3 separate regions of the Gossypium arboreum genome follow, and all the other regions are linked to region 2. A link is a contact called in public Hi-C data. All regions are on one chromosome and are shown on one strand. Each heading gives the region's core, a stretch centred on a gene start, on an enhancer-like site or on the middle of the called end of the contact. The rest is flanking DNA. Distances are from core to core; before and after follow the strand shown.

Region 1 (4,345 bases), core at 255-2,754, 140 kb before region 2:
TCTCTATAGCTTTCTTTGGGGTTTATAAATAAAGATATATCAATATTGTTTATGAGTAGGAATAATATTTGGTTAAATACGATTTTAATAATTTATTCATTGGCAAAATCCACAAAAAGAAAGGTGTAGGAGGTTGAAAAAGAAGTCGACAAGCACAATCCAAGAATACCGTTTTCTTTTAATTTATTATTCTCACCAACAACATTAACACACTCCTTAGCTTGCAAATACCAAAACCCATGCCATGCCCCATTGGCTTCCCACCCAAACCTTTTTTAAACCCTCAGCATCTCATTGTGCTTCCTTTTGTTTTCACCACTTTAATTTTAGTTAACTTCATAATCATGAAAAATAAAATAAATAAATAAAAATGCAGGTATTGTTGCATAAATGTTAGACAAGGCTGCATGTATAGTCCAAGGCATGCGTGCGTGCTGCATGTGAGCCATGGAAGCAACATTGCATGTGCTTCCGTACTTGTGGAGAAAAGATATTAAATTTATCAAATAATTTAGGAGGGATAAAATCTAGACAAACCCAATCGTGGTTGACAAAGAGTGATTGGTAAGTTATTTATGACTATCATGTTTCACTCTTTTTATATTTACCTTTTCAAATAAGTTTTATAATTCCAGTCTACCCTATTAAATAAATAAAATTATTATTTGATAGAAATAATTATCCATGATATTAATTTTATTGAAAAGCCTAGAAAGTCAAGTCTAAAAGGAATAAAGATCAAATTCTTCCTTATTGGAAGCTAAATATATAATCTAAGATGCTAAACAGATAATATAAATTATGTGTCCCATATGTAACAAATATTTGCAATATTCTAATTCTCTTCTGTTTATTTTTTTCCCTCTAGAAAGGAAGAAACCGCCCCACACCAGTTATAGAATCAGAGCGCTTGAGAATGTTCATATTCGACCTCACCACTAGATCATCATATTAATTAATAAAAAAATAAACTAACGTAATATATAATTAAAGGATAAGTAGGTACATATACAAAAAAAAAAGATTGAAAGAGAATAAAATTCATTAAAAAAAACATTAACATATTAACTAAGAATAATTTTTGATGAAAAGATTACCTCATGATTATATATATAAAAGTTGGAAACTAAAATATCCATCGCAATCATCAGTGATCAACTAAGAATACGAGTTAACATATATCATGTAGTCAATTAGATGAAAATTAATGATAACTTTTTTTAGTCTCACACCCTAGTAATTATTTAGTTGAATTTCTAAATGAAAGCAAAACTTCTCAATTAGTTCACACAACTCAGATGATATATATAACTCGTTATTATTGCTTAAACCCATGAAAAGACCTTTTTTTTTTTTTAAGGAAAAGGACAACATAAATAGCTCTTTTTACTGCCATCTCTCTCTCCAAATATTGAACTGGACTGGAGTGAGGACTGCAAAAGACTCAAGAGACCAACTTTGTTTACTTTCCTTTATATTCACATTAAAATAACAATAAAACATTGATGATTCCCCAAAAAAACTTGCCCATATTTTGCATTCCCTTCTCTATAAATACCAACTAAAACCTTCCTCGTTTCTCACCAGCGGCAAGCTTCACCATTTGATCTCACTCACTGACCTCAGCCAAAATCCCAAATCTTCTTTCTTTTTTCCCCCCTCTATTAATTTCTTGCAGCAGAAGCAGTCACCTTATTAGCATTTACTAAAAAAAATGCACTGCCAGACAGGTTCATGGGGTTCTTACGTGCCGACCACCAGGACTACAGTTGGGGATCCATTGGAGAGGATAGAGAGGTTGGCTTCGGAGAATGCGGTGGTTGTATTTAGTATTAGCAGTTGTTGCATGTGCCATGCCATTAAGAGGCTGTTTTGTGGGATGGGAGTAAACCCAACTGTGTATGAGCTGGATCAAGACCCTCGAGGGAAAGACATGGAGAAAGCTTTGATGAGGTTGCTTGGAAGCTCTCCTGCTGTTCCTGTTGTGTTCATTGGTGGGAAGCTTGTGGGTACAATGGATAGAGTCATGGCTTCTCATATCAACGGCACTCTTGTTCCTCTTCTCAAACAAGCTGGTGCTCTCTGGCTTTGATCATCTTTGGCATTCCTCATTAAAAAAAAAAAAACTGATAGAGAAAAGCATGGCAGAGGAAGAGGAGTGATAGTTTTGGAGTCTACTCCATTTTGGAATACAGCAGTAGCTGATATGTCTTTAGTCTCTCAAGCTTTTCCTTCTTTTTTTTTTTTTCCTTCTTATTGGTGTTTTACTCACAAGTGGGTCTTTTTGGTGTGCCCTTTGTTTCAAGTTTTAACTAGTCTTTGATCTCAAGTGTGAAATGTAATGGCTGATGGTTCCCTCCTCTGTACAAAGGAAACAAATTAAAATAGTTATTTTCAATGAGTTCCCACTTCATTTTTTATTTTCTTTGTTTCTTTAGTTTGCTTTTTTTTTTTCACCAAACAATGAAATTGGAGGGGCTTAGACAAGAACTCAGTTCCTGAACAGCCATAAAAACAGTAAAAATAAAGGATTTGACGATTAGTGACTAGCTAGGAAGGAAGAGGGGTCAATGTCCGTACAACCATTGATTTCTTATTGGGATTAACACGTGTGGTGAGAGTGGATTATGATGACGTGTATGATTTTGTGGGGTTGGAAAGATTAATATGTATTCGAGAGAGAGAGGCCGGTGAGTTGCTAGAGATGGAATCTTATGAATATGGTGCTGGGGAAATGGATAGGAACGAGGAGCTATTGGAAGTTTTGACTTTTGGGAGGTGGGTGGGCGTTGGGAGTGGCCGAGGAACCTTTCCATCGCCATGGCCATGGGCATTGGGCTCTCTTAGCATAAATATAAAAGGCATATAATTATTCTTCTTGTTATGGGTGTGAGATTCATGATTTGATTCTTTTTCCCATAAATATTTACTTATTCAGTCTAATCTACTTGGAATTTCCAAGACTAACTTGCAGTTCCAGTGAGCTTCTGGATAGTGCAAAAGTTATGGTATTTTGGACCCAAGTGGTTGAATGTTTCTCATATATATAGGACATAGGATGATAAGGTAGAAAGGGACAGTCATACATTGATGATGATTCACGAAACTTTAGATCATGTTGACCTCCATTCCATATATTACATATATGTAGCAGTAGTCCAGGTCTAAATAAATCACCCCAAACATTTCTGCCTTCAAAATTTACACACAACAAAACAATCCAATAATTTGTTAAGGCCTGCATGCAAATGCAAAACCACCCACCAAACAGCCCAACGCTTGGAAACCCATTCTGTTCTGCCCCAACTCAACCAAATCGTCTTTAAACCCATTTTAACCTGCTAAGATTAAACTTTCCAAAACAATGCTTAACCTGTAAATTGGTATCAATCTTGATACTTAATTTGTTTTGGTAAGTCTATTTTTTAAAAAAAATTTACTCAAAAATTAGTACTTAAACTATTCTTTCATTGCCTATTTTAAATCAAAATATTATTTTTGTTATAAAATTCCAACCAATAATAAACTTCCACATCATATAAATTTAAAAAAGATAATTTTTATTTCTTTTATTTTCTTTTACATTACTCTCTCTCTCTCTCTCTCTCTCTCTCTCTCTCTTCTATTCTTTTTCTTTTTCTTCTTTTTAATATTTGATAATGCCAACAATGCTCTGAATTTGCCCTCTCGAGGTTGAGATGTTGAGAATTAATTATGTTTTCGAAATTCACCGCCTACTTGCTCGATTTGATAGGATTGGAAAATAAATTTTCATCAACCAAAACCAGTGTTTTCAAAATCGGAACAATCAATCGGATTGATTGGACCAAGAACTAGTCGGGTATCAATCCGAAGATAAGGGTTAAACTAATTGACCCGTAAATCAATATAGACTAGTTGCACTATAACATCTCTTACCTAGTCTGACATTTTGACATAAATAAGTGGTGTCACAGTGACACTTTTCTCACCATTACAACATTTCTTTTAGCAAAATCATGATTCCACCACTTGTTAAAATATAGTAAATTAATTTTTAACATTTACGAAACCTTAAGCACATTTTAAAAACACTTTAAATCATTTCTTAGGTGTTTGGACGTGCCAAAAACATTAAACGAGGTTCTGAGGACAAAACACGATTAAAAATACAAATTATACAGGTGCAGTGAGGGTAAATTTTGAGATATAATGACTAAAAATATGACATCTCAACTAATAATTTTAACTCCCCTATATAGAGCATTATCGTAAAACCGTAACATAAAAACATACATTTCCAAACATTATTGTAAACATGGCATAATTCATTCATATACATGCAAATCGTCCCTTAATCGAGCTC
Region 2 (4,613 bases), core at 222-2,721:
CCAGGCCTATCAGTGCCAGCAAGTTCAATCGATGTATGCTCTTCTGCAGGCATCACGCCTACGGAGCCTCTCCGTGATGGCACAAAGCCAGCACTAGTTTCAATTCTCTGCAAAACAGACTATATAAGATAAGCCAGTAGTTAAATTCATTGAACAATAAGGATGAGGTAAGTTCTTACACTCTGAATATAGTCCATAACTTCCTTATCTCTGATTTTGTTGCCATCATTGTCAACAACATTAAAGACTGAAACATACAAGTAACTGGTTAACCCGGGATTTAACATACAATTCAAGCAGGGTTTAAGAAAAAAAACCTTACCATCCATAAACCATCCTCCATCAGATGATATGTATGCCTTTGTTATTGTAAGATTCATATCTGTAAGCACTTGGACAACTTCCAGGAGAATCCCATGTTTGTTGACACTGTCAACCTAACCAGCAAAATTCATATTTAAACCATTATAGATAGGTTGATAAACAGAGATCTAAGGAACTAATTAGCCACGTAAGATAACCTAATTACAGCAAAGGCAGAGGGAAGAAGCTTACATGGATAACAGTGGCATCCTCACAAGCATTGTTGTCAATCACAACTCTGCAACAAAAATAAGCATCATATTAACCCTACTTTGTTTTTTCAACTAATCAAATAAAAGAGCCTTCAAGGAAACATATCATTTTGGCATAGAAAGTCCAATTGCCGCTCTTGATTTTGGAACAGTAATTGGCTACCATGAAAATAACACTAAGAAAAAAAAGAGAGAAGAAAAACAGCTTTGATCAACACAAAGCAGAAAGAAAAAAAAAAAGAAGAGAAAAATAAATAAAAAGATTGAAACAATAACGATAAGAAAGAGGATAACTTGTAAAAACTGAAAATTTTATTTTCTAAAAACTTAGAGGAAAAAAGAAGAGAAAAATTTGACAGACCCTTGAACAAATTCAAATAAAAATTGATACTGTCCCATCAAAAATCCAAAAAATGAAAAGCAATACCTGGGTTGGTTCACCCTCCGGACAAGCTTAGCAAATTCATCATCCATCTCTCAAAAAAGAATCCAACTTTCTCCAAACTAAAAACCACCCAACTTTCCCCAGAAATAATTTATTAGACCACAAATACCAAAGCCCAGAATTCCAAAAGCACCTTTTATACCTTCTATTTTGATACTAATCAAAATTGAAAAAGGAAAAAAAATTGGCTTTTTCCAATATTCAAGGAAAACACAACACAAGAGCGAGAGAACGAAAAGTAGTACTATAAAAAGTAAAGTAAAACCTTAGCCATTTAAGATTTTAAAGATTTTAACGGACAGACATAATTAATCAATCCCAAGTTGAAAAATAAATATGAAAAAGACCTCCTTTCTTTCTTTCTTTCTTTTTTTTTTTTTTTAATTCATCCCCCCCTAATGTCTTCTTTTTTTACAGAATCTCTCCCTAATTTCAAATTACAACCATCTTGGTTAAATTTGAAGTTGAATTAGATTAGGTTTTATTAATTAAATATTTTTATTTAGTGGATGTCGGGAGTTAATTCCATATTAATTTATTAAAAGATTATTATATTTTTATATATTTTAAATAAATTATATTATTATAATGATTTTTTTATTTTAGAAAAAACAATACAAAATTATAAAAAAAGTTATGAATGTGGAGATTTAAACTCATGTTATATTTATTTATAGAATCCTTTTTAACCACTTCAATTATAGTTTTATTCTAGCATTTATACATTTTAATTTTATTATTCATATTATTTGTATATATTAATAATATCATTAATTGAGAATATCAACTTATCTAAAATGATAATATTATGATAAATAATTTTGAATTTAATATTTTTATTTTGATGTATTTATTTAAATTTATTTTATTTTATTTTAATGCATGGTATATATTATTATTAATTCTAAAAATTAGATTTTATTATGATTTTAGGTTATTTTAAAATTATATGTAATAATAATATGTGGTAAAATTTCTAATTTTAATTAAAAATATCGAATCTATAATATTGTTAACGTGGAAGTAAGAGATTGGTTGGAAGTAGAGGTGTTCATGGGCCGGGCCAGGTTCGGGTAGGACTCAACTAAAAATCATGCCTATTTATTGGGCTCGGGCCGGTCGGCCCAAAAAAGGGCTTAAAATTTTGCCCAAGCTCGACCCGAATAAAAATACTAAAACCCGAGCCAGGTCCGGCCCGTCGGTATTAATTTTTTATATTATTTTTATTATTTTTAAACATATATAATACATCAAAATACTAAAAATATCAAAATAAATATTTCTCAACAAATTGAAAATAACTTTTAAAAAATATGTAGACTTAAATAACACTAAGATAAATGCAACTTAACAAGCAAATGCTTCTAAAATAATAAAAAAATTAACAAATGCCTTTAAAATAACAAGAAAATTAACAATAAAATAAATTTTATACAATATCCAAACAATAATAACAAAATAATAGCAACATAATAGTAAAATGGTAGCAAAATATAGAGAAAACAACAAGAAAATAACATTCAAAAATAAAAAATACATATGCAGATTTTTTTTGTCATTTAGTGAATTCGGGCAGGGCCGGGCCGAGCCCGAGCTAAAAATACCTTACCCAAGGCCCTGCCCATTTTTAAAACATGCCTCATTTTTTTGTCCAAGCCTATTTTTCGGGCCTATATTTTTTCCCAAACCCTCCCACATTTCGGGCGGGCCTTCGGGCGGGACCGGGTAACCCGGCCATGCACATCTCTAGTTGGAAGGGCGGTTATGCCTGCTAAAAAGCGCTGTTGTGCTTTTAAATCAATTTCATAATTTAACTGAAGTGATAAATTAATTACGGCACACGAAGATTTTGGCAGCACATGAGGCAGAAAATAAGGGAGGATGACGTGTTAAATGTGCACGTGGTGAAAACAGTTTGGTCGGATATTTTTATTTTTGCCCCTGTTTTTGGCGGCAATCCTAGCCCACATTATTTCAATGCCTAACCGCCTTCGCTTCTTCCTTCTTCACATTACCCATATTCTTAGGTTCAATTTTATTTGGTTGGATAAATTTTAAAATTTTTAAATCTGTGATTATTATTATTTATTTTATTTTAAATTTAAATTAACACAATAAATTTTTAATATTATTTAATAAAGTCTCAATTTTATTTTCATATCTTTTAAATGCATAAAAATAATTAATAACTTTTATATATCAATTCTAAAAATTACTTTTTATATAGTAATTTTCAAATATTTCACTATTTTAATTAAAAATACTTATTTTACATCAATAAAAATAATTATAAATAAAATAAAATAGATATTCGATTTAATTTGGATATTTTCCATTTTCTAACTCATGAACTAAAATTATCCAAACACCTCTGACTTGAATTGATTTTCAATTTCTCAATTTTTCTCAATCCTATAAAAAAAAAAAAACCACATGGAATGAAAGACTACATGAATAGAGTCTAAGCCCCAACACTCAAGACTTCAAAATCTGTTCAGTTTGACAAGTTTTCTAATTATGTTATATTATATTATGGTAGGTGAAAATTTTATGTAATAAATTTATAAAAATTTAAAACCAATATAATTTTAGTTATAATAATAATAATAATAATATAGACCACGATATCATAAGTTTTAATCTTTATAAAAAATTAATAAATATAATAAAATTTAAAACTTATACTGAATAAAATATTTAATACTAAGCATAAAGTCAAGCCAAACTATGATTATCTTTGCATTAAAGTATATATAAAATTTAATCCGAAAAGTAGTAGAAAAACATACAGTAATCTTATCCAATATTAAAATTGAAAGAGTAGTGAATAACAAGTAGTAAACGTGGAGTATTTTGGATAACCATGAAACTTGATCTCATTTTCATTTATTTTGTCTTTTATATATTTACTAGAATAGGAAAACCTCAAACATCAATTGACACTAGTGGCCAAAAGAGGAAAACTTCATTTCACGTTCTGATCAAACTACCCCCTGTTATGCCACTTTCCAAAAAAAAAATGGTTTCCTTCACAATTTGATTTCGCAAGTAAAAAAAAAAAAACTATTCTTCTTTAATCAATTTCCTTGAGCTTTATATATATATATATATATATACAAATTAATAAAACTGAATCGATGGAAAATGAAAAAGAAGAACGAGAAAATAAGGCAACATTTCTTCCTCTATTATGAATATTAATAAAATAAAATGAAAGAAAATGAAAGATTATAAGCACTTTTCTTTTCTTAGAAGTTTTTAATGCTATGTGCGGTTGGAGTATTATTTTTCATATATTTTAGTAATTGATTAATTATAAATAAATTTGATTATGGGTCAAGCTACCTGTTTAGACTCGAAGAATTACCCAGAAAGTGGGAGGATTTAAGAAAAAATATAGACCTAAAAAATGAGCTTGGACAAAAACCCGTCGAGCCTCGAGTAAGATTTCTTGGCCTACCTTGAATTTGCCTAATTTTTTTCTACTACTGTTTGCAACTATTTTGTTGTTGTTTTGATGTCATTTTACTATTTTATTACTACTATTTTGTTGTTATTATTTACGTATTGTATAACTATTGTTTTCTTGTTAA
Region 3 (4,141 bases), core at 373-2,872, 160 kb after region 2:
GAAGCCACTCAATCTAGTCCCCATAGATTTCTGAGAGGAAAAGTATCCATTTCTCTCACACTTGTTATTTTTTTTTTTTGGTTTTCCCCATTATACAATACTGAACCATTACAAGAAAAAACAAAGCCATCCTGTGTCTCAGGAATCCTACTCTTTTTCATCTTGCTCTCAAAGTTTAAAACTTTACTGGCCCGATCCTTGGGAGTCATCCTTAGCAGGGGTTTGTTGCTGGCGCTGATGCTGATGTTGGGGTTGCATCCGAGCTTGCTCCATCTGCTGATAAATCTGGTCCAAAGCATGAGGATTTAAGACCCCAATATGACCATCTTGAGATAACCCAAGTTCCAAACCCGGGAGCTGCTGATTAGCTCCGCCCAAGATTGAGGTGAAACTTATCTGACCCATGTTACTAGCTGGCAAGTCAAAACCTGGAAACCCAAGCTTTTGCAGATAATTGGAACTATCACTGCCAAAATTTGTTGTAGACGGACCAGATGATGACTGAAACCCAAAACCACTGACTGGTGGCCATAACCCGGTCGCCACATGATGGGGTCTTCCCAAATTGCCACCAACCATTGTCCAACTGGTCCTACTGCTCCCTGATCCTATACTGGACCCCCCTAAATCTTCCATCTTTTGGTGCAACCCTGCTGATAGAGAGGCCCCTGGCTGTGAAACTGAGCCCCAAGCTGCAGCCAAAGCTGATGCTGGAATTGTTCCGCTCCCAGTGGCGGCAATTATTGATGGTTCAGCTTGTTGTAACAGCCACTGTATTGTTTCCCCATCAGACTTGTGACCCAATTCCCTGGTCAACTGAAAGATTCTAGCAGCACATAAAGCAGGCATCCTTATCCTTCTACCTCTTCCTTCAACTTTGGTGTGCCTGTCTTTGTTAGAACTTCTCTTTGGGGCCAACTGTTGCTTCTTCCCTTCTCCTTTATCTGCAACCACAATCTGGAAATCCTTGATTTCTGCTTCTTTATTCTCTCCCATGTTTTGAGGCTGTTGCTGTTGGGGTTGGGGTGGCAGGCTCAACAAGTTGGCTACTTCCTCTGGAGGCTGCTTGGCGCCCTTGGGATCCATAAACAGGTAAAAAATGGGTGGGGGGTGTGGGGGCAAATTAAAAGAACAAAAAAAAAAAAAAATATATATATATATATAAAGAGGAGTCCTCTTTGATTGAAGAAGGTGACCTGAAAAGTCCTAGACTTTGATGAGTTTTCACTGTTCTCTGACAAGGAATGTGAAGACAAACTATGATAATTATAATATTGAAATCCCAAAGCCCACACACCCGAAATGTCAAAATTTTTATTCTTGGTTTTCACAAGATGTCATTTTTCTTTCTTTTCTCTCTCCATTGCTCATGTATGAATGCATGAGCCTTTCCTTTCTTCGTCACTTCCCCTTTTTCTCACTGCAGTGAAGGGGGCTTTTGACTAACATTTCTGATATGATAGCTACTTTAACTGCCATTTTCACCTGAAGACACTAATTCGCACAGAATATATCATTTACAATACTTATTATTATAAATTACAATTTCAAAATTATAAATAAGATATTCACGCATCCCCATATAACCATATGTAATATCCATAGATTGATGGATTTCTTCCTTTCTCTTCATCACACCTTCACCCTACATTATAATAAAAGCAATATAATAAGGGTAAATTTTTATTTATTTTATAAATAATTTTAAAAATTTATATTTATTTTTTAAATATTTATTTTGAATGTTTCATTATATTTTTACGATACTTGTCAATCACTTGTTTAGTAACGAAGCTAGAACAATTTTTAGGGGCAAAATAATTTTAATTTTTATAGTCTATATATTTATAATTTTAAAAATTAAATTAAATTTTATAATTTTAAAGAAGAAAAGTGTAATTTTACCTTTATTAATTTAAAATTTTAAAAAATTAGAAGGCCTAAATAATAATTTTCTATTTTAAGAGGAAGGGCCTATGCCGATACGAGATTCGCCTCTGCACCTATTTGTGAAGTTTTAAAACTCAATAGTATATTAAATAATTTTTATATAATATGGATAATTAATTTTAATAATATCTATGTGGTATTATAAAATAAATAAAATAAATAATGATTTAATGATATCACGTTTACATGGTTAAAACTAATTATCTATGTATTTATTATTAATATGAATTTTAAAATATAAATCAATATAATAATATCAATAAAAAGGAATGTAATATTTTTTTATTTTAATTTTCTATAACAATTTAAACTTGAATTATTTAAAATATAAATATTATATTTTAAAGAAATAAATATTATATTTCAATCAAAATAATGATTATGATTTTTTTGGTATAACTACATGTGTTTTGATTTATTTTACAAAGTGAGATTAATCTTGATCGGGCAAAGTGATATTCAAGTAAAGCCTTTTCAAGGATGTCGACTCCAAAATTCAATTTAGTCCACTTCTTCCAACCACTTATTGATTTTATAATTATGTTATTAATTTGTTATAAAATATTATTATTTACTTCTATACTATATATTAGTTGAGAATTAATTATGACTTAGCATATTAAGAAAAATTTAAATCTAAAATGTATAACTTAGTAAATTAACTTATTATTTTTTATATTATAAAGCTTGAAGTATAATTTCACTTTGATAATATAAAAATAATTTATTCATATACTATCAATAATGTACTATTATAACATCTTTTCTACTATTTTTTAGCTACTATTAGTATTACTACTTCTATAAATCATTTATTGATATGTTATTATCATATAGTTATAAAGTTTATTGAATGTATTAGACACTCCCAAACACATGGAAGTACCAATTACTAACTTCCCTCCTCTACACATCTCATAAGGTGTCATTTTAGTCTTTGGCCTCTACAAGACTATTAATCATATGGTAAGTTATATCAATAGCTTCTACCTAAAACCTGTGAGAAATTCCCATGGCACTTAGCATAACACGAGCAATATCCTAAATTGTCCTATTGTTACTCTTAATAATCTCGTTCTGTTATGGAGTTTTTGGACCAAAAAACTCATGTTGAATGTCGTATTGTCAAAAATATATGAGAATTATTCATTCTCAAATTCCTCTACTTGGTCATGCATCCTAACAATTTTCCCAATAAGATAACATTTTTCATTCTCAGCTTTTTTACACAGTTTCTTGAAGGCATCAGATGTGTTGAACTTTTCACACAAGAATCTTACCTATGTAAACATGGAATAGTCATCTACACTTACAAGAACATATCTTTTACATCCTAAGCTTTAAATCTTCATTGACCCTATCAAATTCATTTATAGAAGCTTTAAAGGTTCAATTGTTTGAATCAATTATAATTGGGAAGTGACTCACACTATTACTTCCTCTTTAAGCACTCACCACACATATTTGGAATTACTCCCTCTAACTTTGGTAGTCCTTTAAAAAGATTGTATATTATCAATCTTTGCAATCCTTTGAAATGTACATGGCCTATTACCTCATGCCATAACTCAATATTTGAAAACCTATTTTGATTATAAGTGAGTGGTTTCATCATCCTATAACAATTGTAGATTGATTTGTATCTTATCTTACTTGTCAATCACTTTGCAACTCTTCCTGATAAAATTTACCAACATACCCTAGTCATAAACTTGGGATATCTCGCTTAGCTTTTAATCCCTCCACAAGGAACTCATTTTGAATTTCTATTATTCCTCCTATGTTAAGCCTATCTTTGCAAAGTATCTTGCCCTTTTTTCCATCACTAAAGGTGTAATAGCTTGATTTTGGGCTCAGTCGGAATGGTGGTTTTGAGACCACCAATTCGAAGTCAAAAAAATTATTTTATTATTATTTTAGAGTTATAGCATGTTTATATTAGTGCATGAAAAATTTTGTGAAGTAATTTTAGTGATTTCATGCTGAATTACAAAAAAGGACTAAATCGCATATGGTGCAACAGTCTTGATTTGATAGCTAAGGGTGTTAAATTGCCATGAAACTAAAATTAGGGGTCTTTAAAGGGAAATTAGACCCTTTAGAGAGGCTTGGCCGACCATAAGACAAAGAAAATAAAATAGTCAAAGTGTTAGGTATTTGATGACCTAATGTGTGATAAAATAATACCCTA

What was found. Hi-C and Micro-C count contacts between places; a contact is called where the count stands out from the background.
Region 1: a contact with region 2 is called in a Hi-C map of leaf, with 2.7 times the contacts expected there. The contact joins the promoter of LOC108459840 here to the promoter of LOC108460819 in region 2. A contact is called at or near these places in 2 of 5 Hi-C or Micro-C datasets (both in leaf).
Region 3: a contact with region 2 is called in a Hi-C map of leaf, with 4 times the contacts expected there. The contact joins the promoter of LOC108467678 here to the promoter of LOC108460819 in region 2. A contact is called at or near these places in 2 of 5 Hi-C or Micro-C datasets (both in leaf).

The regions. Positions count from the first base shown.
Region 1 is chr4:22,415,680-22,420,024 of ASM2569848v2, forward strand. It overlaps LOC108459840 (glutaredoxin-C1-like), which reads left to right and starts at 1,505. Exons shown (of 1, transcript XM_017759233.2): 1 at 1,505-2,420. The coding sequence starts at 1,715. The coding sequence ends at 2,092.
Region 2 is chr4:22,552,250-22,556,862 of ASM2569848v2, forward strand. It overlaps LOC108460819 (ACT domain-containing protein ACR6-like), which reads right to left and starts at 1,472. Exons shown (of 7, transcript XM_053027057.1): 1 at 1,003-1,472; 2 at 556-601; 3 at 323-437; 4 at 180-247; 5 at 1-119. The coding sequence starts at 1,049.
Region 3 is chr4:22,707,742-22,711,882 of ASM2569848v2, forward strand. It overlaps LOC108467678 (transcription factor TCP20-like), which reads right to left and starts at 1,623. Exons shown (of 2, transcript XM_017768411.2): 1 at 1-1,623. The coding sequence starts at 1,086. The coding sequence ends at 184.